Regions from separate parts of the Mus musculus genome. Here regions 1, 3, 4, 5, 6 and 7 are each linked to region 2. The links are chromatin contacts, called in public HiChIP or PLAC-seq, capture Hi-C and promoter capture Hi-C maps. All regions are on one chromosome and are shown on one strand. Each heading gives the region's core, a stretch centred on a gene start, on an enhancer-like site or on the middle of the called end of the contact. The rest is flanking DNA. Distances are from core to core; before and after follow the strand shown. Region 1 holds the start of Vps33b (vacuolar protein sorting 33B). Region 2 holds the start of Crtc3 (CREB regulated transcription coactivator 3). Region 3 holds the start of Alpk3 (alpha-kinase 3). Region 4 overlaps Slc28a1 (solute carrier family 28 (sodium-coupled nucleoside transporter), member 1). Region 5 holds the start of Sema4b (sema domain, immunoglobulin domain (Ig), transmembrane domain (TM) and short cytoplasmic domain, (semaphorin) 4B). Region 6 overlaps Alpk3 (alpha-kinase 3). Region 7 overlaps Slc28a1 (solute carrier family 28 (sodium-coupled nucleoside transporter), member 1).

The links. Promoter capture Hi-C pulls out the DNA fragments that hold promoters and counts their contacts. HiChIP or PLAC-seq counts read pairs in DNA pulled down with a chosen protein or histone mark. Capture Hi-C pulls out chosen DNA fragments and counts their contacts.
Region 1: a promoter capture Hi-C map of liver shows a contact between it and region 2, with 5 times the contacts expected there. The contact joins the promoter of Vps33b here to the promoter of Crtc3 in region 2. A contact is called at or near these places in 8 of 39 promoter capture datasets (the 3T3-L1 cell line, HPC-7-derived erythroid cells, hematopoietic stem and progenitor cells and 3 more), 2 of 115 datasets of contacts at active chromatin or transcription factors (bone marrow-derived macrophages and extraembryonic endoderm stem cells) and 4 of 9 other capture datasets (adipose tissue, liver, macrophages and 1 more).
Region 3: a capture Hi-C map of embryonic stem cells shows a contact between it and region 2, with 2.7 times the contacts expected there. The contact joins the promoter of Alpk3 here to the promoter of Crtc3 in region 2. A contact is called at or near these places in 3 of 39 promoter capture datasets (embryonic stem cells, liver and stem cell-derived epiblast-like cells), 1 of 484 Hi-C or Micro-C datasets (embryonic stem cells), 2 of 115 datasets of contacts at active chromatin or transcription factors (astrocytes and extraembryonic endoderm stem cells) and 5 of 9 other capture datasets (adipose tissue, embryonic stem cells, liver and 2 more).
Region 4: a contact with region 2 is called in a promoter capture Hi-C map of liver, with 2.8 times the contacts expected there. The contact joins the enhancer-like site here to the promoter of Crtc3 in region 2. A contact is called at or near these places in 5 of 39 promoter capture datasets (the 3T3-L1 cell line, liver, maxillary cranial neural crest and 2 more) and 2 of 115 datasets of contacts at active chromatin or transcription factors (epiblast stem cells and extraembryonic endoderm stem cells).
Region 5: a promoter capture Hi-C map of adipose tissue shows a contact between it and region 2. The contact joins the promoter of Sema4b here to the promoter of Crtc3 in region 2. A contact is called at or near these places in 4 of 39 promoter capture datasets (liver, neutrophils and pre-B cells), 1 of 484 Hi-C or Micro-C datasets (embryonic stem cells), 1 of 115 datasets of contacts at active chromatin or transcription factors (pancreatic cancer cells) and 2 of 9 other capture datasets (adipose tissue and liver).
Region 6: a contact with region 2 is called in an H3K27ac HiChIP or PLAC-seq map of T-cell acute lymphoblastic leukemia, with 4 times the contacts expected there. The contact joins the enhancer-like site here to the promoter of Crtc3 in region 2. A contact is called at or near these places in 1 of 39 promoter capture datasets (pre-B cells), 3 of 115 datasets of contacts at active chromatin or transcription factors (T-cell acute lymphoblastic leukemia, extraembryonic endoderm stem cells and large pre-B cells) and 2 of 9 other capture datasets (adipose tissue and liver).
Region 7: a contact with region 2 is called in a promoter capture Hi-C map of embryonic stem cells, with 5 times the contacts expected there. The contact joins the enhancer-like site here to the promoter of Crtc3 in region 2. A contact is called at or near these places in 7 of 39 promoter capture datasets (the 3T3-L1 cell line, embryonic stem cells, hippocampal neurons and 3 more), 8 of 115 datasets of contacts at active chromatin or transcription factors (the SCID.adh cell line, embryonic forebrain, embryonic stem cells and 5 more) and 1 of 9 other capture datasets (adipose tissue).

What each region holds. Positions count from the first base shown.
Region 1 is chr7:80,268,208-80,271,475 of GRCm38.p6, forward strand. Vps33b (vacuolar protein sorting 33B) reads left to right here and starts at 1,448. Exons shown (of 23, transcript NM_178070.4): 1 at 1,448-1,872. The coding sequence starts at 1,777.
Region 2 is chr7:80,687,064-80,690,575 of GRCm38.p6, forward strand. Crtc3 (CREB regulated transcription coactivator 3) reads right to left here and starts at 1,814. Exons shown (of 15, transcript NM_173863.2): 1 at 1,544-1,814. The coding sequence starts at 1,675.
Region 3 is chr7:81,056,281-81,059,921 of GRCm38.p6, forward strand. It overlaps Alpk3 (alpha-kinase 3), which reads left to right and starts at 1,320. Exons shown (of 14, transcript NM_054085.2): 1 at 1,320-1,492. The coding sequence starts at 1,350.
Region 4 is chr7:81,133,152-81,136,710 of GRCm38.p6, forward strand. The region is part of intron 8 of Slc28a1 (solute carrier family 28 (sodium-coupled nucleoside transporter), member 1); the gene reads left to right. Among named protein-coding and RNA genes, the nearest start is that of Slc28a1, 20 kb to the left of the region's middle. Within about 2 kb of position 1,855, at least 180 of the 459 cell types and tissues checked have an H3K27ac peak or open chromatin away from gene starts, as enhancers often do. A contact at or near this core is called in liver and second pharyngeal arch cranial neural crest, where this site is marked.
Region 5 is chr7:80,196,626-80,200,164 of GRCm38.p6, forward strand. Sema4b (sema domain, immunoglobulin domain (Ig), transmembrane domain (TM) and short cytoplasmic domain, (semaphorin) 4B) reads left to right here and starts at 1,963. Exons shown (of 14, transcript NM_001360135.2): 1 at 1,963-2,145. The coding sequence starts at 2,028.
Region 6 is chr7:81,074,171-81,077,636 of GRCm38.p6, forward strand. It overlaps Alpk3 (alpha-kinase 3), which reads left to right. Exons shown (of 14, transcript NM_054085.2): 4 at 2,703-2,820; 5 at 3,376-3,466. Among named protein-coding and RNA genes, the nearest start is that of Alpk3, 18 kb to the left of the region's middle. Within about 2 kb of position 1,416, at least 100 of the 459 cell types and tissues checked have an H3K27ac peak or open chromatin away from gene starts, as enhancers often do. A contact at or near this core is called in T-cell acute lymphoblastic leukemia, adipose tissue, liver and 1 more, where this site is marked.
Region 7 is chr7:81,151,006-81,154,378 of GRCm38.p6, forward strand. Slc28a1 (solute carrier family 28 (sodium-coupled nucleoside transporter), member 1) reads left to right here. Exons shown (of 18, transcript NM_001004184.3): 11 at 2,395-2,520. Among named protein-coding and RNA genes, the nearest start is that of Slc28a1, 38 kb to the left of the region's middle. Within about 2 kb of position 1,531, at least 17 of the 459 cell types and tissues checked have an H3K27ac peak or open chromatin away from gene starts, as enhancers often do. A contact at or near this core is called in embryonic stem cells and extraembryonic endoderm stem cells, where this site is marked.

The DNA.
Region 1 (3,268 bases), core at 198-2,697, 420 kb before region 2:
ATGCGAACCATCTGAAGCAGCCTCATATCCCACACCTGGGATTAGAACGAAAACGTGTTCTTATATTTCCATTAAAAAAAAAAAACCAAAATTCCAAAATTTTTACTATACCTGGCCTCAATATATTTCCTATACCTTAAGTCTCACCTCTCACATCTTTTCCTCTTTGCTAGTTATTTTTAGAAGCTGGGTCATTTGTCCCAGGTGAGTTTCTGCTTTGAGGGAGTGGGAGTTGGGGAGGCAGGGAAGGGGTTGGCCAGAGGTTGGGGTGGAGTCCTTGCTAGCTCTCCAGCTAACCTTTTGAGTCAGGGTTTTCTGATGAACCCAGAGCCAGGTGATTAGGTTAGTCTAGCTAGACAGCTTGCCTGAGGGATCCCCAGCCTCTGACTTTGGAGTGCTGAAGTTACTGAGCTGATGTCACACCCCCTTAGCATGTTTGTGGGTGCTGGGGATCCAAACTCTAGTCTCCACCCTTTCATTCACTGAGCTGTACCCCAGCTTCCCTCAACTTTCTGTGGAGACCAGAGTAGCCGAGAACTCCTGATCCCTCTCTCTGCTTCGAAGGGTTGGGTTTACAGACACCCACCAAGATGACAGACTGCCTTTGTTTTCTTTCTTTTTTAAACAACAAAGTATTATACCTCACCCTTTCTCCCATTATTTCATTTATTGATTTCCCCAGTCAGCTCCTATCTGCAATAGACAGCATGGCCTACATATTGTGACCTTGTTTCATAAACAAATTCTATGTAAACAACACTATATAGATGTGTTTCTGTGTTTTTGCTTGTTTTTGATTTTTGTTTTGGTTTTTCTAGACAGGGTTTCTCTGTGTGGTCCTGGTAGTCCAGGAGCGCACTCTGTAGGACAGGCTGGCCTCAAACTTAGAGATTCACCTTCCTCTGCCTCCCAATGGCTGGGATTAAAGGCGTGCACCACTACCAGCTGACTACTTCTGTATTTTGCCTCTTTAATTTGTACAGTTGTTTTGTAGCATGATTGTGCCACAAGCTTATTCATTTCTTCCATAATGGCCATTAACAAATCGAACTCCAATAGCCAAGGGTTACAGCTGGCAAGCCTTAACTTTCATAGTCTAACACATTCATTCCTCTTTACACTGCTCGCTTACCTTCTATTACCAGGAAGCTAAGGACTGAATAGTTGGAGACTAAATTAACAGCTGAGACTCCAGCAATCAGCGCTCTGTAGACTAGGTTTCTCTCTCTCTCTCTCTCTCTCTCTCTCACACACACACACACACACACACACACTGTGCTCTGCAGACTAGGTTTCAAACACACACACCGCTCACATTCACACAAAGTAAACCTGTGAAAAGATTCACTCCCGTTTTCAAATGTCCCTTCCCGGCCGCCGTCCCCTTCTAGTGCTCTAATCGCTAACTGGGAGACCCGGACTTCCGGGATGTCTAGGAAGTGGCTTTTCTCTGGGTAGGAGGCGGGGTTCCCCGGCACGCTGCCGAGTGTGCGGATGTCGTTGGGAATCCTGCTGACAGGCTGAGTGGACTCGGGCGGGACCAGTGACTATAGGTCTCCAAGGAGAGTCGCCTGAGCCTGTGGCCGTCCGTCCGGGAGGTGGTCGGTCATTCATCCGTCGAGTACGGCAGAGGAGCGAGGGCCCCTTGGGGGTCCTGGGATCCAGAGCCCAGGCAAGCGGGGTACCAGCCTGCAGTAACACCTTGGGCTGTCGCCGGCCTTTGCAGAACAGGGAGAATTCTGCTGCTCTCACACGGTGGCTCAGGTGACCGCTGCCATGGCTTTTCCCCATCGGCTGGACGCCCCTGAGCTTCCCGACTTCTCTATGCTCAAGAGGCTGGCTCGGGACCAGCTCATCTATCTGCTAGAACAGGTCAGTGCCTGCCGTGGCCGGCGCCTTTACTGCGTCAACAGTGTGGCCCTCAATGTGACTTCTTCCTTGCTGAGTCCCTTGGTTTTTTTTCTTTGAGCTTCTGAGACAGATCCAAAATGGGGCGGTCAACAGGAAAAACCAGAGTAGTAACAGTTGCTTGAGACCTGGCCAGAGAATAAATGGAAATTGCCAGCCTCTGTGCAAATGAAAAAGACACACTTGTGCCAGGCATCACTGGAGATGGAAATACAGTTGAAATACCTCTGTCACTAGTTACATTCCAGGAGATGCCCTATGAAATAATGACCCCTAAAGGGTGCTGGATGGTAAGTGAATTCTAGACTTCCGGAAAAGTTTAGAATAAACAACAGCTGGGGCGATCTAAGAGTTTCCTGAGATCTAGAGTTTGAAGAATAGACATGCTTTCTCTGGAGCAGGAACATCGTGCACATTCAGGCAGTTGGGCTGCTAGATGGGAAGCCTAGCAGGGAAGGACCGGTGCATGAGCAGAGGAAAGAGCTAACAGAAGTTACACTGTAGGTTGGAAATAAAGTTCAGTGGTTAGACAATTGCCCAGGCAGGGTTCTCGGTTTCATCCATTGTTCCCCATGGGAAAGAAAGGGTGGTCGTACACACCTTTAATCCCAGTGCATTCATTCCTTCACAGGCAGAGGCAGGCAGATCTCTGAGTTTGAGGCCAGCCTGATCTACAGAGTGAGTTCCAGGACAGCCAGGGCTACATAGAAAAACCCTGTCTTGAAAAACAAACAAACAACAAAAATCAAACCCAAACAAACAAATTACACAGCAGGCTGAAGACCCACACCCATTTGTAGTGTGAAGCAATGTTTGCCATAGTGGTTTGTAACGAAGAGCAATTGGACAGCAGGCTAGTTCAGAGAATACTGATTAAAGTAGTAAAAGCTTACAAAAAACTGATGGCAGTAGAAAGGAGAGAAATGATGGGGTTTGGTTGTTGGTTTTGTTTCTTTAGGTCGTACTATGTAGCCCAGGGTATCCTCTGGCAAAACCTCTGATTCAGCCTTCCCAAGTGCTAGCATTACAGGAATTTGCCAGCACACCTGACTTGTGATAGATTTATAAATTACAGTGAAAGAACATTCAGAGATATTGATTAGTTGTAAATATTGAGGAAGTACCAAAGTTGACTTAGTCTGTGTTATTAGGACAGTAGTGTTGCTACTGTCATTGTAATGGTTTGCTTATTGTTATGGTTTGCTTATTGTTCATGGAAGCCTCTCAGGTATAGGAATAGTGTGTGTTCTGCCCAGCATCAAGTACTGAGCTGAGAATCAGCCACATAGCAGGTGCTTAATGAAAAATTGTTGTGCCAACATTGAACGAAACTGAAAAGCACACACGTGTAAGTCAAATG
Region 2 (3,512 bases), core at 564-3,063:
CTGGACCAACTCTAGCTATACAGACACATAGAGCACATGTATGTGTGCATAAAGTCTGCCTTGTAACATCAACACAGGCCTTACACTAATCCATGGCTTTTACCCACACCTCTTCAATACATCCGAAGCTTGTCAGGCTCAGTCTAATCAAGGTCACAAAATGTCAAGGCCTTAGATGCCAACCTGTAAGCAGTATAACTGCTCAGGGCATAAGGACATTTTTTTCCTTGAAATTTTCAGCCTTCTATACAGAAGGCTGTATCTATCTGTATCCTGTATCTATCTCTTATCTCTCATATATTCCTTTTTTTCTTCTTCTTCCTTCAGTGCATGGAGAATGGAAGTTCAGAAAGCAGTCCACTTTGCCCTTACTGATGAGTGGTCTCGGTGTAGGGGGCTGTAACAGTGAGCCGTGTAAAGTGTATTATAGCAAGAAAGAGTTCACACTCCACTTGAGGGAAGTAACACTCAAGATTGTTTCCAAGTCTCTTAATTTTAAAGTAAGTCCGTTTAGTTTATGCTATACATTTATGTTAGTTTAGTTTATGTTAAATTTATGTTAAAAGAAAAAACTCCCAATTTAAACCCTAGCAACAGATTTTAGTTTTCTTGTTTTTGTTTTTCAATCCCAAACACTATGGTGGCCAAAATAGAATACGCTTGCACCTTGGGAAGCAGGGAAACAACCAGCTTGCAATCTGCTCACACGTCTGCTTCCAGCTGTCCACCCCCAGCATCTTCCTAGCCTCCCCCATCTGACAATGTGCCTTCAAGGCCAGCACTCAGAATCCTCAAGGCTGCCCACTCACGTTGACCCTCTGCAGTCTACACAGACACTCCTGCCGTCTCCATCCCCTGCCGTCCGCTCCAGTTGTCTAGCCTCCCAGGTGTTTGTTCCGACTCGCTCTTACTCATTCCTCTGGGTCCCTCCGCAGTCACCATCTGCGCTAGGCACCCTGTCAGTTCTCACTAAATATCTGATGCTGAGCAAATGCACCGGACCACGGAAAGCACCTCCAAGAGGCGAAGGAGGGAAAGCCACGGAATCTCAACGTGGTACCAAGGCCCCCTGCCACTCAGGGGCCAGCCGTCGATTCGCTTGTGCGTGCACCAAGTCTTCCCCTCGGGGAGGATGTGCGACCCTCCGGCCCCCGAGGCCTTCTACGCCGACAGTCAAGGGCTCGCTGGCCGTGGGTGTCCACGGAGAAGCCGCACCGCCCGAACCAGGCGTGCCTCGGTCCGGCCTCTGAGCTGCAGCTGCGTGCGATTTCCTCTCGGGGTCATCCTCCCGCTTAGGCCGCCCGGCCCCGCTGCCCGCCTCCCCGGGCTCGGCCGTTTCCAGCTCAACGCACCGAGGCCCGTCCACCGAGATAGCAAGCCGCATTCGGTGTCGCCAGGCCGGCCAGAGCCGAGGCCGCGGCCGCCCCGGCCCCACTCCCCACCCGCGGCCCCCGCCCGGCTCCGCCGCCGCCGCCTCGGCCCGGCGACCTCTTCCCCGCCGCGCGGACCCGCCCGCACCGCTCGCGCCGGCCCCGGAGCTCACCCGGGACAGGGTGAGGTCGGTCATGAGCTGCTCGAAGGCCCGCGTCTCCTCGGCCTGCCGCTGCGTGTGCAGGGCGATCTTCTCACTGAACTTCCGCGGGTTGGCGCTGCCCGAACCGGGCGAGGCGGCCATGGCGCGCGCCCGGCGCTAGCGGGCTAGGCACACGGCAGGCGCGGGGTTCCGCTGCTCGGCCCACCCGGTCTGTCCGCAGGCCGCCCAAGCCGCCGCCCGAAACCTGTCCTCCGGCGCGACCCGGCAGAGGAGCCGCCGCGGCCCCAGAGCCAGCGAGCGGCCGGGAGCGCGCCGAGGTCCGCCCCCGCGCGGCGGCTCCGCCCTCGGCGCGGCCCGCCCGGCCTCCGGGCCCCGAAGCCCGGCCTCCCAGCCGGGGAGCTCGACCTCCGGCGAGCCGACCGAGGGCTGAGCCCACGGTCCCCAGCCTGCTTCGGGACTTCTCACACCTATATCACGTCTGTAAAGTTAAGCTGCACCAATGTGTGAGAGCCGCTGGGTACCACTGCCCAGTGTGGATGTGTACATATGTATATGTGCATGCAGGCACCCACGGAGATCACACTAATCTAGGAACCAAACACGGGTCTTTGCCTCTGTAAGAGCTGTTTGTACTCTTAACTGAGCCATCTCTCCCATCCGTTCAACTTCGCTGGTAAAACAGCAAGTGGCCTCGTCAGGCTTCCCCCTTTTTAGCCCAGAAGCTGCTTCCAACATAATTGTACACCAAGATGTCCTGGAGAGTGTTGAGCATGACTGTGTTCTGTGAATTAGGACGTATTAGCGACATGAGGAGAAATACGGAAAATAACAACAACGCCCACGCACCTCATGATTAAACCATCAAAACATTTTTGCAGAGCCTGGGGACGGTGTTCAGCTGTAGAGCGCTTGTGTGACAAGCCCTAGGCCTTGGGTTTGATTCCAACACTGCAAATAAAATTTAAAAGGCATTTTGGGGCCAGCTAAATGACTCATGTGGAAGGAGATAACTGACTCCTGAGACTTGTCCTTTGGCCTCCACACTCAGGCTGTAGCAAGCACATACCTAGACACACATACACAATAAGACTTTTTAAAAATCGTTTTGCTTCATATGCTTGGAGTTTATTTAAAAAAAAAAAAAAAAGAACCCCACCTCATTCTTTGTCTCCATAAAAAGTAACTATGTTGGTAGTGATGTCTAACACTACTGTTCATTTTTTCAAAATTAACATATACTTATTATTCTGTTCTTCCTTTTATTGTGTATGATTTATTAATCCAGTTACTCTATGTGGGATAGGAAGTTTTATGTTTAAAATTTATACAAAAATGAGGCTGGGCATTATGGCAAGTGCCTGTAATCCTAGCAGTCAGGAGTTAGAGGCAGCAGGATCAGTAGTTCAAGGTCCTCCTTGGCTACATAATGAGAAGAAAGCCAGTCCAGACTGTATGATGACCTTGTCTCAAAAACAAAACCAAAAAGAATTTATAGACATGATGTGCAACTTTTGTATTTCCTGCAACTGTTTTTATATGTGTTGGTTTTTTACATTCATTCATTATTCATTTTGTGTGTGTGTGTGTGTGTGTGTGTGTGTACTCACATCCGCCAATAACTCAGGTTGGTGGCAGGCACATTTACCGACTTAGGGAGCTCACTAGTCCCTAGATTGTTTTGTTATAATTAGGCTTATGTGTCTGTTGTATTGTCCTACCCACCATGCTTTTTTTTCTTATTTTATATTTCTTGATTTTTATATGTATGTGTGTATGCTTGCATGCAATTATGTGCAGCATCTATGTATAGGGATCCTTGGTAGCCAGAAGGTGGCCTTAGTCCCCTGGAGCTGGAGTTACAGACGGTTGCTTGTGAGCTACCATCTGTACCATGTGGGTGCCGGGAACTGAACCTTGACCCTTTGCAAGAGCAGTAGGCACTCCTAACCACTGAGCCATCCCTCCAGTCCATCCATGC
Region 3 (3,641 bases), core at 70-2,569, 370 kb after region 2:
GGCGTGTGCTCACAACACAACTCCTCCACCCGAGGCTCAGGGATCATTGTTGAAGAGAAAGGGGGAAGACTGTAGAAACAAGAAGTTTCGGTAACAGTGTATCTCCTAGAAATGTCAGAAATTATATACATGAAGTCTCACCAACACCTAGACATGCTGCCTAAACATGACCTGATGAGGGATGATACAAGTAACCGTGCTGTCATGGAACAGGGAAAGTTCACAGGGCCTCAAACCTAAACAAATAACTATAGGCAATTAAGGAATGCTGAGAGCCAGAGAAACAGTCTTCCCCAAGGGGAAGCAGACCAACTGGTTATCCAGTACCAAACGGTCAGCCTGAAGATATACACACACGTAACATTATACAGACTGGGCAGGTTGTGTGTGTGTGTGTGTGTGGTGTAACAACAATTAAAGAAATATTTGTAACAAGAATTAAAGAAAAAGAGGCCATGAAATTGAAATAGAGTGAGCAGGAGAGCAAAGGAGAGCTTAGAGGCAGGAAAGAAAAGAAAATATAGGGAATGCATTTTTTTTTTAAAGAGTGTTTTGGTAAGTCAGGAATGAAGGCACACACCTGTAGTCTCAGCAATTGCCTTGAAGCCAGGACTGAGAGAGAGAATAAACAAATATTTCGGTGAAGACCTTTGATTGGCCCAGGTTAGGTCTGTGGTCAGGGACAGATAAACCCACTGTGGTCACTCCCAAAAACTAAGCGCCAGGTTTAAGCTGTGCTTAGCAGCTTGCTCTGGGAACGGTGAAGGATAGAATCGTTTTTCTAAGCATTAGGACTTGGCCCATTTTCTGACCTTAGGAAATGGAGCCTGAAGGGATGGAAGAGGTTGGATTATTCTAGAAGCCTTTGATGAACCACTAATCTATGCTAGATACTGCTAAGGGTTTGGGGGAGACACACAATGTATACCCAGGAATCTTGGGCTCCTTTGGATAGAGGGAGGTCACTGATAGAGGTGACAGAGTATGTCTTAAGTAGTGGCCCACAGACCACTGGCTGGTGGCTGTCAGTGTGGCCCCTTTCAGGATCTATCTTAAGCTCTCCTCCCCTAGGAACTCTTCTCTACCCTCGTTCTACTTGTTTCTCTAAAAACTGAAAGAAAGCCAGAAGAAAGTTGTGAGGAGGCTGGGGTTCTAAGGACCCTTTCTTTCTGTCTCTGGGTCGGCATTCACGGAGTTTCTCTGCAGGCCTCCCTGGCTCCCGGGTTAGGCTGAGTAGCTGCCTAAACCGGGGGAGGGACAGCAGCAGGTGACAGCAGCCCCGGGTTATAAATAGGGGCGCGCGTCAGAGTCGGGCAGGAGCCGGGGCTGGAGGCAGGGGCTGCGGTGCCATGGGGTCGCGGAGGGCCGCGGGCCGGGGCTGGGGCCTGGGTGGTCGAGCAGGAGCTGGTGGAGATAGCGAGGACGACGGGCCGGTGTGGACGCCCGGCCCAGCCAGTCGCAGCTACTTGCTTAGCGTGCGGCCAGAGGCTAGGTGAGTCGCCCAGGGCCCTGGGTTGCCCCAGGCTGCTCTGTCCTTTGGGTGGTGGCCGGGTGTGGCCAGGCTCTCAAAAGCACTCTGAAATCTGGAGGCCTGGGTAAAACCGGGGCCCTCAAACTTTCTCAACCCTAAGGCCCTGAGGACCCTCTTGGTACCCTTTTGGTCCCTTGAGGGCCCCAGGGTTTCAAATGTGTGGCCCAAGAGGGGAAAGGCCATAGTTTGGAGTGATTTTACAGGGGCCCTTTCCTTATCTCCCTCGCCCACACCAAGCTAACCCCAGGGCTGAATTCCACAGTTAGTGATAAGGGGATCCAGAGTGGCTGAAATTCCTCAGGCTTCAAAGGAGGGGACTGCTGGTTGATGGGTGTGGGGGGAGCCATTAGAGGCTGTTTAGCTTAGAGTCCGAGATCGGCCTTGTGATAACTGAAGTTCCTCCCCTGGGCCTAGGGCTTTGGCCTTCCTGCACTGTGTTGTGTCTGGTTGAGAGGAAGGTGCCAGGAGGTGGCTGTTTGTTGGCCTTGTCTGGGGATCTAGGGAGGATCTGTGGCTTGAAGCTCAGAAGGAGTCAATTGCCCTGCCCAGTGGGACCCAGTAGGGGTTGAACTGGCACAGGAGGGGTGGGACTGGTGAACCCTTTATTGGCCTTGCAGAAAGAGACATTGGAAGGCTTTGTTTTAGGAGCTAGGTTATCCCTAGTTGCAAAGGATACACAGACACTAGGCAAGCCTTGCAAAAGACACTCTAAGAACAAGATGCAGACACCCAAGAACAAGTGCATCGCCCTGGAGACACGGAGACAGGAACTTCCTGCCCCTTGTGGGCAGCTCAGCTTCCCTCTGCTCCTGAGCCCATTTTCCAAAAGGAAATGTAACAGGGTGGGCCTTGGAGTAGGCTGTTACTTCTTAGCACCAAAATTTAGCTTGCGTAACTTGCTTCTCTGAGACACTATTTACAGACTTCTGCTCTCCGCTCAGAGAGAGAGAGAGAGAGAGAGAGAGAGAGAATAAATACATACAGGCTCGAAGGACAGTCAGGAAAAGAAGCCCTGGGCACTTCCTGGATCGTCAGAGTCCTATTGACCTTGGAGTTGGAAAAGTTCAAATGTAACCGGAACCTGTTTCTGCATAAAACTCGGCAAATGGTGTCACGTGTTTGGGGTAGGACTGAGGGCCGGTACTGTGACTAAGTCAAACTCACCCAGGCTCCTGGGTTGCTGGGGGTTGTGGTAGGGCACCATTTCCCCAGTTGTTGGCTCTGTGGAATGCTGCAAGGAAATGTGGACATTTATTGTGCTCCTTAGTGAAGCAGCCTGCCCTGTGAGAGCCTCGTGCTTCTCACTTGTCACTGTGACTTATCGCTTATCTCACTAGGCTAAGTGATTTATCTGGGTATCACTTCTTTCTGCATCTGGCCTTTGTCAATAGCAGTGAACAAAGAGAAGAAAAGGAAGCAGGATTCTTCTTGGAGATGTTGCAGTGGAGGAAGGGAAGAAAGGATGCTTTGAAAGCCAGGCAGAGGGGAGTGAGTTCGGAGCTGTTAGGAACAAGGCTGGAGGCTTGGACCTGGGGATGTTTCCTGGATGAGCTTGTGTTAGACATTTTTATAGTGTATCAGCCAGAGGGCGGGAAGTGAGAAAAGTTTGTCTGGCTTGAGTCCTTGGACCTTAGTGGGGATGCTGTAAGACGACTATTCTTGTTGGGTATCCGAAGGCTCCGGGTAGGAGCAGTGGGAAAGGATTTTCTAGCCCTGGACTTGGGACAGTTTCCCCTGTACTCTTCCACCCCCTGCCAACTGGCTACAGACCCAAACGGGTCCTGACCAGAGCAGCCAGGTTTGCTTGGCTTCTGGAAGAGCCTATGGCCAAAAAGGGATTGTGAAGTGGGCTGAGCTCAGGCTGGGGGAGGGACAGTTCCCAGCACTATGGAAAGGTCTGACTTATGTTGGAGGATGGGTTGCACAGTCTGCTGCCCCTCAAATGACTGACTTCCTGTGGAGGTGAATGGAGCCCAAGAAACAAAGAAGGGGTCCTTTGAGGACTTTACTAGCTCTGTCCAGCTCCAGCCCAGGGTCTTGGCTGCGAAGCAAGTTCTGCCCTCCATTTTGAATTCAACATCTTTTGGGTCTGCCTTTTTTGTAGATCTCC
Region 4 (3,559 bases), core at 605-3,104, 450 kb after region 2:
CTCAGTCCCCCCTCCTTACAGCCCAGCTCCTGCTTTCTTGCTGGGTCTGGCTGACCCAGGGTCACACTCCCTCTGCCTCTCACAATGGCGGGCTCCAGCCTCTGGCACAGGCCCCACCTGCTCAGCTAAGCAGTGTTCAACTGCTCCTCCTGAGGAGCCCCAGAGGTAAAAACAAACAAGCAAACAAACAAACAAACCAAAACCCCTTTTTATCTCCTGAGAGATTGGGGGTACCTGCCTAAGGCAGACCTTAATCCCCTCAGGTAAACAGTCCTCTTTTCAGAGATGGGGTGGGAAGAGAGCAGAGACAGGGGCAAGGCTGAAAGGAAGGACTTGGGGTGGCGGAGGAAGGAGAGCCAGCTTGCATGGGTTTGATTTCCAGGCAGGATGAAGTTGTTCCAAGGGTGTGGCACAGTGGAGACTCTGGAGCCGTGGTCCTCAGAGTGTGGGATGCTCTTATTAAAAACTATAGCCATACTGGCTCACAAACAACAGGAGTCCACTCCTTAGCGCTCTAGCAGCTGGAAGGGACAGCAGAGAGCCCCCAGGGTCATGTTCTGATCAGGAATCCCTCTTCCTGGTCACGGTCAACTCCTCTCCCATCCTCACGTGCTCGAAGACAGAGGGAGCACTTTGGGGCCTCTTGCATAAGGGGAACTGACCCCATTCATGAGGGCTTCACCTCCTGATGGCTCGTCTGAGCCTGTCACCCGGGCTTTGGTTTTATCACATCAATCTGGACAATTCCGCCTATAGCAGGGACACACACAGCCCTGAATGCAGAGAATCAAGCTTTCTCCAGAGCAGATGCCTCAGCCATCTGAGTGGTCTCTGCCCATTCTCAACTGTGTGACCTTGGATGGGTGGCCTGCACCTCAGAGCCTCAGTGTACCCCATTGCTTAAGGGGAGATAGTGATAGCCACCTCAGTTGCTTTGAGGATCAGTGAGCCAGCACATAGCAATGAGTATCTGACACACAGTAGGACTTCCTTCCAGGCACATAGTAGGAGTTAAGAGTCCTTCCTCAGTAGCACTGCCCTGAGTTACACACACTGCTTGTGTACCACCCCAGGCTCTCCAGAGGTGGTTCCTGGGCTGTGAGATCATACTTGCCACGGGGACATTATAACATAACGTACCTTAGAAAATTGGAGCCTGCCTGCCTTCCCCCTTCCCTCTATCCCTCCCCTCCTGCCCCCTCCTTTCCTCTCCCTTCTTTTCTTCTCATTTTCCTTTGTGCTTTTTTTCCTTATCTTCGTGGTGCTGCAGCTCCTGCGCCACACATGCTAGGCAGATGCTTTACCACTGAGCCATCTAGAGACCCCCTTGCTTCCCTTTCCTCCGTCACCATTCACTCCTTCTCCCCAAATGAAGCTTCCCTCTCACCAACAGCCTCCGCCTACAGTTAGAACACACTTTCCGATGCCCACTCTGCCATCCTGGACATGTCCTCCTAGCTCCAGCCTGGGGCTGTAGCCAGCCAGTTGCCCTGGAGTCCCTCACAGAGTCAACCGCGTCAGCTGAGTAGACTCACATCTGGCTTCTGGGAGAGCAGAATGACGTCACCCCCGGAGCTGTGAGCAGCTCCAGCTCCAAGCCTTAGCAAGGAGGGGTTAGAAGGCAGGAACGGAGTTTCTGAATGCAGTATCTATGCTCCCTGTCATGTGATGTCCCCAGCAGCAGGCAAGCCACAGCAATAGGTGGGAAGTGGAGCAAGTCTAGAGAGGCCTGTGGTGTTGGTGGGAAGAGGGAGGGGAAGGTCCACCGCTCTTTTCTTTCTCGTCCCCACAGCTGGGCTGTGGGAGCAGATCTTTGCTGCCACCTAGGACCATCTACTTGTTCTGAGAGATTGTGCAAGACGCTCCCTTTTCAAAATACAATAACCAGCTCCTGCCCTTCGGCCCTCCCTGCCAGCCTGGCCTCCCAGAAGTGCTGCCTGTTGGTACCATCTCTGGGTCTCTTGCTCCCTCTCAGTGTTACTTGGCTTCTGGTTTGTGTCCACATCCTCCCTCTGACACTGTTTTTACCTGGCCAGGCCTGCCCTGAGTGCCATAGTCTCTGTCTGTCTCAAGACTTGTCTTGCCAAAGTGCTGAGGCTCCCGAATATGATTGGCTGTGCCTGCATGGCCTCTGTCCTTCTCCTTTTAGCCGCTCTAACTGGTGTCCTGGGTCTCCTAGACACTATGCTCCTCTCTCTTTAGCCATGCAGGCTGCAGGGTCCTGCTCTGCACACTTCAGCGGGTTTCTGTGAGTGCTGTTTATTCTGTTGCTTCAACTGGACCTCATCACCGTTTTTTTTTCTTTTACTTTTAATTAATTAATTTTCTAGGTATGCGTTGGGGAGGTGTGTTGTGTGTGACACGATGTATACGTGGACGTCAGAGGACAATTTGTGGGAGCTGCTTCTGTCCTACCCTGTGGGGTTCTCCAGGGTAGATCTTGGGTCATCAGGCTTGGTAGCAAGCCGTTACCTGCTGAGCTATCTTGAAAGTCTCAACTGCATTTCTCATGAACCAGCTTCCAAATGCAGTCCCCACCCAGAGTTCCCTCTCAGCCCTAGACCCTTTTACCCAATGGGCAAATTAAGAAAAGGAAGGAAGGAAAAGAAAGAGAAAGAAAGAAAAAGAAAGAAAGAAGGAAGGAAGGAAGGAAGGAAGGAAGGAAGGAAGGAAGGAAGGAAGGAAGGAAGGAAGGAAAGAAAGAAAGAAAGAAAGAAAGAAAGAAAGAAAGAAAGAAAAAAAGAAAGGGAAAGGAAAGGAAAGGAAAGGAAAGGAAAGGAAAGGAAAGGAAAGGAAAGGAAAGGAAAGGAAAGGAAAACCAAATTCCTCACAGCTCTGGCATACAGGGGTGTAAGTGTTTGGGAGTAGTGCCTTCTTTGCTGTTTTAAAGGATGTATTCAGCATGTGTGTGCCTGCATATGTGTGAGAGTGCAGGCACACACATGCCACAGTATCAGTGCTGAAGTCAGAAAACAATGAGTTGGCTCCACCTTCTACCATGTGGGTCCCAGGGGTGAAACTCAGGTGGCCAGGTTGGCATCAAGCATCCTTATTGGCTGAGCCAACTAGCTAACTCCCTTTTGTGATGTTTTGTTTTTTTGAGTTTTTTTCTCTTTTCTTTTCTTTTCTTTTCTTTTCTTTTCTTTCCTTTCCTTTCCTTTCCTTTCCTTTCCTTTCCTTTCCTTTCCTTTCCTTTCCTTTCCTTTTCCTTCCTTCCTTCCTTCCTTCCTTCCTTCCTTCCTTTCTTCCTTCCTTTCTTTCTTTCTTTCTTTTTCCCCCCAAGACAGGGTTTCTCTGTCCTGGCTGTCTTGGAACTCACTCTGTAGACCAGGCTGGCCTCGAACTCAGAAATCCACCTGTCTCTGCCTCCTTAGTGCTGGGATTAAAGGCATGCACCACCACTGCCTGGCTCATGATATTTTAATATTTCAGCTTGCTTTTTTTTTTTTTCTTTGTTTTTCTAGACGGGATTTCTCTGTCCTGAAACTCACTATGCAGTTCAGGCTGGCCTCAAACACACAGAGATCTCCCTGCCTCTGCCTCCTGAGTACTGGGATTA
Region 5 (3,539 bases), core at 713-3,212, 490 kb before region 2:
GGTCTACAGGAGTTCCAGGACAGTCAAGACTACACGGAGAAACCTGGTATCATAAATAAAGACAGCCAGACAGATAAGATAAATGAATCTGAGGCTGGAGTGATGGCTCAGCAATAAGAGCGCTGGCTGCTCTTCTGGAGGCCCCGGGTTCAATTCCCAGCATCTTCTTTTATTTATTTATTTATTTATTTATTTATTTATTATATGTAAGTACACTGTAGCTGTCTTCAGACACTCCAGAAGAGGGAGTCAGATCTCGTTATGGATGGTTGTGAGCCACCATGTGGTTGCTGGGATTTGAACTCAGGACCTTCAGAAGAGCAGTCGGGTGCTCTTACCCACTGAGCCATCTCACCAGCCCTCCCAGCATCTTCATAACTGGAGTCAGGAACTCCAGTTCCAGGGAGTCTCAAACCCTCACACTGACAGATACATGTAAAAAAAAATTTTTTTTTTTAGACAGGATATCTCTGTGTAGCCTTGCTGTCCTGGAACTGGCTCTGTAAAACTCAAGAGATCTTCCTGCTTCTGACTCCCAGGTTGATGGGATTAAAGGCCTGGGCTACAGGCCTGACCTTGAAACAGTATTTAAAGTGCTATTTATTTCATGTGCATTGGTGTTTTGCCTGCATATATATTTTATGTTACACACACAAACACACAGGTCAGAGGTCACAGCTTGTGGAGTAGACTCTGTCTACTGTGTTTGAGAAGAGATTAACAGGAGGAAAGGAAGCAGCAGTTAGAGCAGAAACAGTACATTTCAGATGATGGGTTAACCAGTGCAATTGGACATGTGGCATATGAGAAAAGACACGAGACTGTAGAAGGATGTCAGGGTGGTGACAGTACAGGAGTTGTGGAGCATGGGGAAGTCTGGATGTAAGAAAGAAGACCTGAGACCATCCAAGAGCTTGTCTGCTCTGACTGCCACCTGCCTGTGGGGGTGGGGAGGAGAGTAGAAAGATGTGGCTCTGGAACTGCCCACATGGGCACACATGGGCAGCAGCGAGTGCAGTGTAGCTTCGACAACTGCAGAAAAGTCTGGGGGAAGTGGTTTCATTGCCACAAGAACAATGAACACATATTTTTAAGTTTTTAATTTTATCCATTCACCTAGGAAAAGCTGAAACGGGTTTCCAAAACCTTGATGTCTTTGTTGATCTCCCCCTCTTTATTTCCCTCTATTCCTTTGCTGTGGCTCCACCAAATTGACTTCAGATTGGGGTACCTGCGGGTGGATACCTCTGGCGTCTCATTCCAGCCTTAGGGAATCCTTTCCTATGCTCAGCCACGTGCTGGTTGTGGGGGGGAAGGTCTAGCCTCTTTGGCAGTGCAGTCCGTGAAATCCTAATTATCCCACTTGAACTGATTCTGCGCCGGCCCCGGGCTTCGCGTGGACAGAATTCTAAGCATGGACAACCGAGCAGAGTATCTAGATTCTAGACCATGCATAGACCTCTCGCGGAAGTAAGACTGGAAAGCTACCAGTCTCCGTCTCAGAGTCTGCACAGCTCCCAGAGCGGGGGTGGGGGTAGGTAGGGGGCATGTGGGGCAGGGTTCCCGGGAGCCGGAAGGAGGGCGGGTCCGTGCGGCTTTGCGAGCTCCTCGGTCTCCGGGCTTCAGGTCCCCAGGCTCTGCTCCGCTCCCCCTCCCCCCCAGTGCCCCAAGTCGGGTGACTCGATCCAGCGCCCCTCGTACTTCAGCGCCCAGGAAGGAGGAAGGGGAAAGAGCTGGGCAAGGACCAGCTAGGAGGCCCGCCTACCCGTCGACTTCCTGCTCCGCGCCCTCCTCCCTGCGGCGAGAGCGCGGGGCTTTCACCCGCAGCACTGGGCAGAGGGAGCCTACGGTGCGGCGGCCCACGTGACCACCTTCCCTGCCGCCCACCCCCAGGTCCAGAGGCGGAGGCCGAGGGAAGGACTCCGGGCCGAACCGCGGGGCGGGGCTCCAGCCTGCGATTCCACTTGAGCAACCTGAGCCGGAGGAGGACGCCGCTGCCTGCTGCGGTCCGAGCTCCACGCGCCGCGATGGGCCGGGCGAGCCGCTCCGCTGTCCTGCGGCGCGCGCTGCTGCTGCTGCTGCTACTGCTGCTGCTGCGGACGACGACTACGCGGGCGCTCGGCCCCCGGATCAGTGTGCCGCTGGGTAAGTGCTATGGGGCGCGGCAGAAGGAGGGGAGCGCGGGCAACGAGATGCTTGGTGGGGTGGCCACGACAAAGGAGAGGTTGAGGTCCACTAGGACCAGGAAAGCAGTTGTGGTCAAAGCGAAAGAGGAGGGAAAGCTAGGGAGCTGAGAGCCCTTTTCTTCCATTTTCTATCTGGACTTGGAGAGGGCCGCTTTCTTGCTCGGTTGCAGCTGCTCTTGCTCGGAGGGAGCACACTCGGCACTAGGGGCCTCAGGTGCCAGCCATCCTGCCTACTCATTTACTTGTCTTTGATGCTGACCAGAGTCAGCCTTGGAGCCACCAACGGCACGGGGCTGAGGGCACTGCTGCTGGCCGTGCTATAAACTCTGGGCTTATGATATTCTCAGTCAGCCACAGCAGAGCCTGGAGTTTGGCGGGTGGGTGCCAGGTCTTTCCTCCCTGCCGGCCCATCTCTGACTGATCGACCTGGAGAATTCACCCCCTACTCCAAACACAGGGACTTGGAAACTGACATTGCGAAGACCCATCTGTACCCTGTCTAGAGGGGCCTGAGGGTATCACCCTGGTGGGCCACATTCCTTTTTTGGTGGTTTACAGCTGCCCCTGGCTGCCTGTGTTTCCAATCCTCCACTCATTCTTTACTTCCCTTAGTCTGATCGCCCCTGAACCTTTTCCAGGGAACCTCAACGTTTGGAATTCTAGGGACTTAGCCCAGTAAGTACTTCCTACTGCCCGCACTCCAGCTTCCTCCCCTGCAAAGTCGCCTCAGGCTTAGATACCTTGCAAAGTCATCTTGGGAAATTCATAAAACTTGGTGCATTCGGAGGGCATCAGGCACATAGGTGCCAACAGACAATGTTTGGCCAAACCCCTCTAAATTGCAAACTGTCACTGTGAGTTAGTGCATAAATTAGAGGTTACAGACTAAAACTCTACCAGACTTCCTACTCCATATTTGCATCCCCACCCCTAAAAGCATCCCATTTGCAAAAGGATAGAATCAGCTCTTCAGTTAAGGCCCCTAACAGGATCTCAGTCCCTTATCCAAAACATTGTTGGTAGCTCAAGTTCAAATCCTGTCTCAGCCACTTAGTTCCCACATGACCTTAAGTAAACAACTTCTCTGTGCCTTGATTTCTTCATCTGTAAAATGGGATATTAGCGCCTTGCTCAAGGCGCAGCTCATTACCAGTTGCAAAGTCCTTAGGATAGGGCTTGGTACAGAAACCTCTCAGCGGGTGTTTGCTGTCATTCTTGTTATGTTAAACTCGGACCACTCCTGCATGGAACTGGGTGGTTCGCTGTGGGTGGGGATGGTTCTAGAGTTCACTGCTGCTCCTTGGGAGTTCTGTTCTTGAAGTGAGAAATGACTGAAATCGGAACCCAGGACTG
Region 6 (3,466 bases), core at 166-2,665, 390 kb after region 2:
CCTCTTGAGCTTTTGTGTATTTATATAACATAGTAACCATCACCCAGGAAGTAACCAGCACGTTACAAATAATCTTGTTTTCAAAGCCATTTGTTTTGTTTTGTTTTGTTTTGTTTTGTTTTGTTTTGTTTTTCAAGACAGGGTTTCTCTGTGCAGCCCTGGCTGTCCTGGAACTCACTTTGTAGACCAGGCTGTCCTTGAACTCAGAAATCAGCCTGCCTCTGCCTCCCAAGTGCTGGAATTAAAGGCGTGCACCACCACCGCCCAGCTTCAAAGCCACTCTTGCTATGAAGCCCTGATCCCCATTATTGGCAGAATTATGGGGTGTTCCTGTGGCTCAGGCTCAGCTGTGTAGGCCACTCCCTGTTCCCCTCCTTGTCCCAGGCCTTTGCCCCACTCCAGCCTCTCTTGGACTGCAGGCTGAGGATGTCCCTCCCGGGCAGGTCATGAGGCAGAAGACTCCAAGGCCCTGGTGGGTGAGATCATCCCACAAGATGGTGAGAGCACCTGTGCTTGCCCTAGCCACACGCACAGTGATGTAACCCAGGGCTTTAGCGCACAGTGGAAACACAGGGCTCAGTTTACAGCCAGCACAGCCCAGTTTGTTCCTGGCCCAGCCGGCTGTAGCCCTGCCTCCCCTGCTCCCCGCTGATGTTCGACTTCCCTTGCTTGCCCTTTGCCCTTCCTCATATGCCTCGGATGGGGCTCCCGTGGGTTTGTTTCCTGTTCCTTACTCCTTTGCTTGCTCCTCTGACAGGGGGTTATGGAGGAACCGCTATGCAGGCACTGGTGCAGGCGATAGAGATACGGTAGTGAACACAGGATGGCTCCTGCCCACTTGAGTCTTGGGTCTAGTAGGAGAGATGGCCAAGGAGCTAAGCTAAGGTGTGATTAGTGGCGGGAAGGGGAGGGGCTGGTGACTGGGGGTATGCACCCATGCCTTCAGTATTACTTGATCCAAGACCAAATCCCCAGCCAAGGAGCTCGCTTCTTTCTCTGGACCATAGTTCTCCATACAGTTGATGTATTCATTGGTAAATATTTACTTATTGTGGATTGCATTACCAGGCACTATTCTAGGAACTGGGGATGCAGCATTGACGAACACAGATAAGTCCCCGCTGTCACGAAGCCAATATTCGATATTCTGTGATGGGCACACTGTGACAGACAGGACACACACAAATTAACAAGCTCAGTGTGTCTCATGGCAGTGTGCTCTAGGAAGAAAGATGCAAGACGAGGGAGGACAGCAAGGCTGAGGGGAGAGAGCCACAGGCTCGCACAGGCTGTTGGAAGGCCTCTGTGAGGAGTTAGACAGGAAGCAGAGTGGCGCAGGATGTGGCCTCCTGGGCTGTTAGTGTGAGCCAGCAAGACTGAGGCGGGGGTGCGGCTCACAAATGGGAGAGGGAGATGAGATCAGGTCACTGCCACAGCGACAGGGTGCAGACTGTGTGTGCCTGTGTGAGGTGGGGCTCCTGGGGTGCTCTGAGTGTGGCTGAGAGTAGATGGATCTGAAGTCACACTCTGCTTGTGGCGTTTCCAATTGAAGAGAGGCCACGACAGGGGCAGCGAGGCCATCAAGGAAGGTCTCCCTGGGACCCAAGTGGGGCATGAAAGTGGTGGGGACTAGGATGTGACAGGAAATGGTCAGATCCTGGGTCTGCTCCCAAGGGTGAGCCTGTAGGACTATCTGACAGGGTGAGTGTGAGAAGAAAGGAAAAAGGAGGACTCGGGGCTGTGGCCTGAGCCACACTGGGGGATGGGTTGTCCCCTTACTGAGCTGTGTGTGAATAGGCTTGGGATACGGATAAGGAGTCGGATGGGTCACACCTGTGGCCTGCTAGGCCGTCAAGTGCAGATATGAAGTCAATGTACAGTCTGGAGTTGAGAGGAGAGGGCTGGACTAGAGGTTGCAACAGCAGGGGGTCCTTGCTGCTCCTTGAGCAGCTAAAGCCAGTCTAGGAAGTAGGCAGTCAGGCCTAAGGATCAACGAGCGATTTAGCAATGTGCACGTCACAGTTGACTTCGACGGACAGTTCAAGTGTAGCAGAGGAAACAGGAGTAGAGATGGAAGACAAGGCATAAAAAGCTCCACAGACGGCTTCTGCAGGCTCAGGTGCAGTGGCGCACATCTCTATCCCAGCACTCAGAGGCAGAGGCAGGCAGGGCTCTGTGAGTTCAAGGCCAGCCTAGTCTACATGGTTCCAGGACAGCAAGGCCTATATAGAAAGACCCTGTCTTAATAATAATAATAATAAGCCAAGTGATGGTGTCATGTGCCTTTAATCTCAGCACTCTGGAGGCAGAGGCAGGTGGATCCCTGTGAATTTGAAGCCAGCCTGGTCTACAGAGTGAGTTCCAGGATAGCCAGGGCTACACAGAGAAACCCAGTTTCAAAGAGACCAATAAATGAATAAATAAACAAATAAGTGAATAAATAAAAGATCTCTCTTCTAGTTGAAAGCTAAGAAGTCTCTTCCCCCTAGTTCTCATCCTTTCAGTCAGAGGGGAGAATGCTTTCTGCTTTGACAGATCCTACTTTCTGAAGCTGAGCTGAGTGACAGGGACAGTGCCTCCGGAGGGCCCGGGGCACTGGAACCGTCCAGTCTCTTCAGACAGCTCGAAGCCCTTGCCTCTGCGTCTCCTCCCACTACTTTGGATCTCACCTACTATTATTCAATCTCTTGCTTCCTTGTCAGGATACCCAGAGCCAGAGGTGACCTGGTACAAGGATGACATAGAACTGGACCGTTACTGTGGCTTGCCAAAATACGAGATCACTCATCAAGGCAACCGTCACACCCTGCAGCTGTACAGGTGAGGGAGAGGGGCCGGCATGGCTCTCTGCCCTCCCGAGGGCCCTGCGCTGGATCCTGCCATCAGACCTGGAGTCAGCTGGGTGGAAACGCCCAGGCACTCTCTGGAGTTAGAGGGCAGGGCTCTACTACTGAGTTGATCTACCTGGTGAACTGTGCTTTCTGCCAGTGTCTGGGATCTCCCCAGGCCAGGGCAGACGTGCTTCTGACAGCCACAAGTGAGTGCAACCAGAGGAGGCCCTGACCCTCAGAAACCTTTTCCATGAGGTCAGCAGCCAGGAAAAGCAACAGTGCCGTCATTACTACTCTCAGGGCTGTGTTGGTCACCTGCTTCTGAAGGGAGCTCTTCTGGGCCCCGAGTCTAATCCCTCCTGGGACAGCATGACCTTGGTCAGCTGTCCTCTTGTGGCCTCAGTTTCCTCCGTTGTAGCTGAGGAAATTCATGACGCCTAAAGTAGGGCACGACTTGGATTGGGAGGGAGCCGGTGGTCAATGCCAGAGACTCTGGCTGTGGGGAGGAGCGGGGAGAGATGGCGCCTCATGCTCCTACCTCTAGGTGTCAGGAAGAAGATGCTGCCATCTACCAAGCCTCTGCCCGGAACACCAAGGGCATCGTGTCCTGCTCAGGGGTCCTAGAGGTGGGCACT
Region 7 (3,373 bases), core at 281-2,780, 460 kb after region 2:
GGGGTTGCTCAGGAGCTCGCTTCACGTGGGAGGCGTGGATCCATGCAGAGATGCCTTCTACTTTATCAGCGGTGGGGGTGGTTAGCAGCACGATGTAGGGACCCTTGCAATGAGGCTCTAGATTTCCAGCGCGTTGTTGTCGGACAAGAACTGCGTCTCCCCCAAGGGAGACCCTCACTCAAGGCTCGGGACAACTGCGGACTCCCAAGAACTCAGGAGAGACCAAGCTTGATGCAAATCACATGAGGCTTTATTCAGGAAAGCCAGAGCTCTGGGGACAACTCGTATCCCACGCAGGGATAGAGAAGTCAACCGGAAGGGAAATGGGACCCTCCTTTTATGGGCCCTCAAGGGGGAAAAGGAGAAGGGGAAGGGAGGGGACTTCCAGATCACATGCCCCTGAGCAACCAATCAGGTAAGTTTCGATTTCCTGATCTGAGATTTACAAGGAATGGGTACGGGAGGGGTACAAGGAAGGAATCATGTGCAGGCGCAGCTGTGAGCAAAATGGCGCAGGGGTGATGCAACTCTATTGGCTAACGGCTGGTATATGGGGCAACTCAGGATTGGCTCAATCTAAAGTTTTGGGGGAAATTTTCCAAATTCAGCCCAGCAACCAAACCGCAAACGTCTGGCAGTGGGCTATAGCGGTTGGCAAGCATAGCGGATTTAAGGAATGGTCCGAGCACTCTGTACAAACATTTCCTGAAACAATGGAGCAAGTTAAACTTTTACTTTGTGCCAATAGTGATGTCCATTTAGGACACAAGTCGGGGGCTTACATGAGTTTCTACTTTATGTCAGGATCTTTCAGGTCAAGCTTACTCCTGTCTCAGGGCCTCTGGTCTTTCTGGGCGGCTGAGCCATCATCAGTCTGTGTAGTTGACTCCTTCCGGTCTCAGTTAACATTAACCCAGTGCCACACCCTCAAAGAGACCGGTGCTGATATTCCCTGACCATGAGGCTTGTTTTTCTCACCTATCTTCATAGATTCTATCACCCTCTAAAATCACAGCGTATCTATACCTCCACACACACTTCCTGCTCCCAGGAAGGCGTTCTTGTGGCTTCCAGGTATTGGTTGCTTTTCTTTTCTCTGTGATAAAGCACCCTACAGAAACAACTTAAGGAAGGAAGGAGATGCCTGTGGACCCACAGTGTAGAGGTACAGGCTATCATGGCAGAGAGGGCCTGGCGGTGTGTGTGAGGCAGCTGGTCACAATGTAGGAAGGGGTGTGCGGAAAATATGGGTGCTCAGCTTACTTGTCTGTGGGTGTAGGACTGAGGATGGGAGGGGGATGAGCGGCGACAGAGTTATGTGACCGAACCCAGCTCAGGCAGTTAGACTCTGGAGACCAGCATCAGGGCACAGATCCGAGATTATTACCCAGCACATAGGCTTAGATACAATGTTTGAGCCAATCCCAAGCCCCTAAATCCTTGGCCAATCATCTCTCACCACACTGTCACTGGGCTCCAATGAAAGTCCCGTCTGATGAGGTTACTCAGAAGAAGTGGGAGGAGTTAGGGGAAGCAGCCAACCCCTGGCCGCGGTTCCTTTTTGTTGGTTCACCGGTGTTCTACGAGCCATCTTATGTCTAATGCTGACTACAGCAGATCAGGACTTTCTGAGGAGTCTCAGGAGCCTGAGGCACCTCGCTCTCTATCCCACTTTTTCCCTCACAAGGTTGATTTCCACATCCCCTATAACGTTCTACTTTATGTTCATTCTGGAGCCCCAGCCTACGAGATAGTGTATCCACATTCAGGGTGGGTGGGTCGTCCTTCCTCAGTTACACCTCTCTGACCACACCCTTACAGATGCACTATGGAGCGTATTTCCACCATGATTCTAAGCCCAGTCACGTTGAACATGAAGATTAACCATCATACGCCCATCTCCCCGTCCTGCAAAGCAGTACCAAGAATGCTAGGGCTCCATAGCTGGATTAGATAAAGAGTAGCCCAGACTTCTACACAAGCCCCAAAGCAAATGCCCAGTGAAGGCTCAGCCCCTTTGTGCAGATCGGGCTTGCATCCCTTCCCAGGCCTCTGTTTGCTTCCCTGGAAAATAAGAGTCCTTTCTGTCTTAGGTTGTAAGCACAGAGGGGGAGGTGCCTGGGTGTGAGGAGCACGGTAAGTGTCAACACACACGGGTAGGGTAGGGTGGTGGTATGCAGGTCCTATCACAGAGGAGGGAGGACAATGGGGCCCAGAGAGGCTCAGCTGACTAGAAACCCACCCTCTGTCTCCTCTGAGATTCTTCATCAAGAACCATGACCTGTCTCAAAACAAAACAAAACAAAACAAAACAAAACAAACAAACAAAAAACCTGTGACCATCACCCAGCCGCCACCGCGGCAGCTCACTGCTTGCCTTCTGACTCTTTGTAGACTGAAGCTCCACTGCTGATCCGGCCCTATCTGGCAGATATGACACTCTCTGAAGTTCACGTTGTCATGACTGGAGGCTATGCTACTATTGCTGGCAGCCTCCTGGGCGCCTACATCTCCTTTGGGGTAGGTAGAACTTTTCTCTGCTGGGCTATGCCAAAGCCCTGAAACTGCCTTTCTGGAAGCCCCACAAGCTCCTAATCACAGCAGTCATGGGATGTCCCCTCTCTGTCTCAAAGCCCAGCTTTGCCTGAGCAAGGCAGGCTTGCTGGGCTAAACTACTTGGTTAGACCTTTTTTTTTTTTTTTTTTTTTTTTAATGGTTTTAGAGTTTTATTGTAGAAAGGCGGGGGGGGGGGGGAGAAGGTAGAAGGAGAGAGAGGCTGGCCATGGCCACTTGAAGAGAGGGGGAAGGGAGAGAGAAAAGGAGGGCTAAGAAATGTCAGAGCTTAAAGAGAGCTGGCTACACTTTTCAAATGGCCCCTGGGTCAGATTCCCAGAATTCCATTTACTAAGCTCATATTATGTATCAGGCACTATGCTGGGTGCTTTAATATCCCCGTTTTATAGATAAGCAAATTGAGGCTCAGAGAATAAATTAATGGTTAAAGCCAGGATCTGAACCCAGATCTGACTCCAAATTTCATGCTCAGTTTTCCATAGGCTTTCCCTGGGGATCTGCCCTCCTAAATGATGTATATCATAATCCTCTCATGGGCCAATCCAGTATTACAAATTGGACCCTAAATTCACATAGGCAGAGAAAAAATTTACTTGTGTGTGTGTATGTGTACACATTTTTTCTTTTTCTTTTTTTTCTTGAAATTATTTATTTATATTATTTATATTACTTTTTCTTGAAATTATTTATTTATTTTATGTATCTTACATACACTGTAGCTGTCTTCAGACACACCAAAAGAGGGCATCAGATCCCATTACAGATGGTTGTGAGCCACCATGCAGTTGCCAGGAATTGA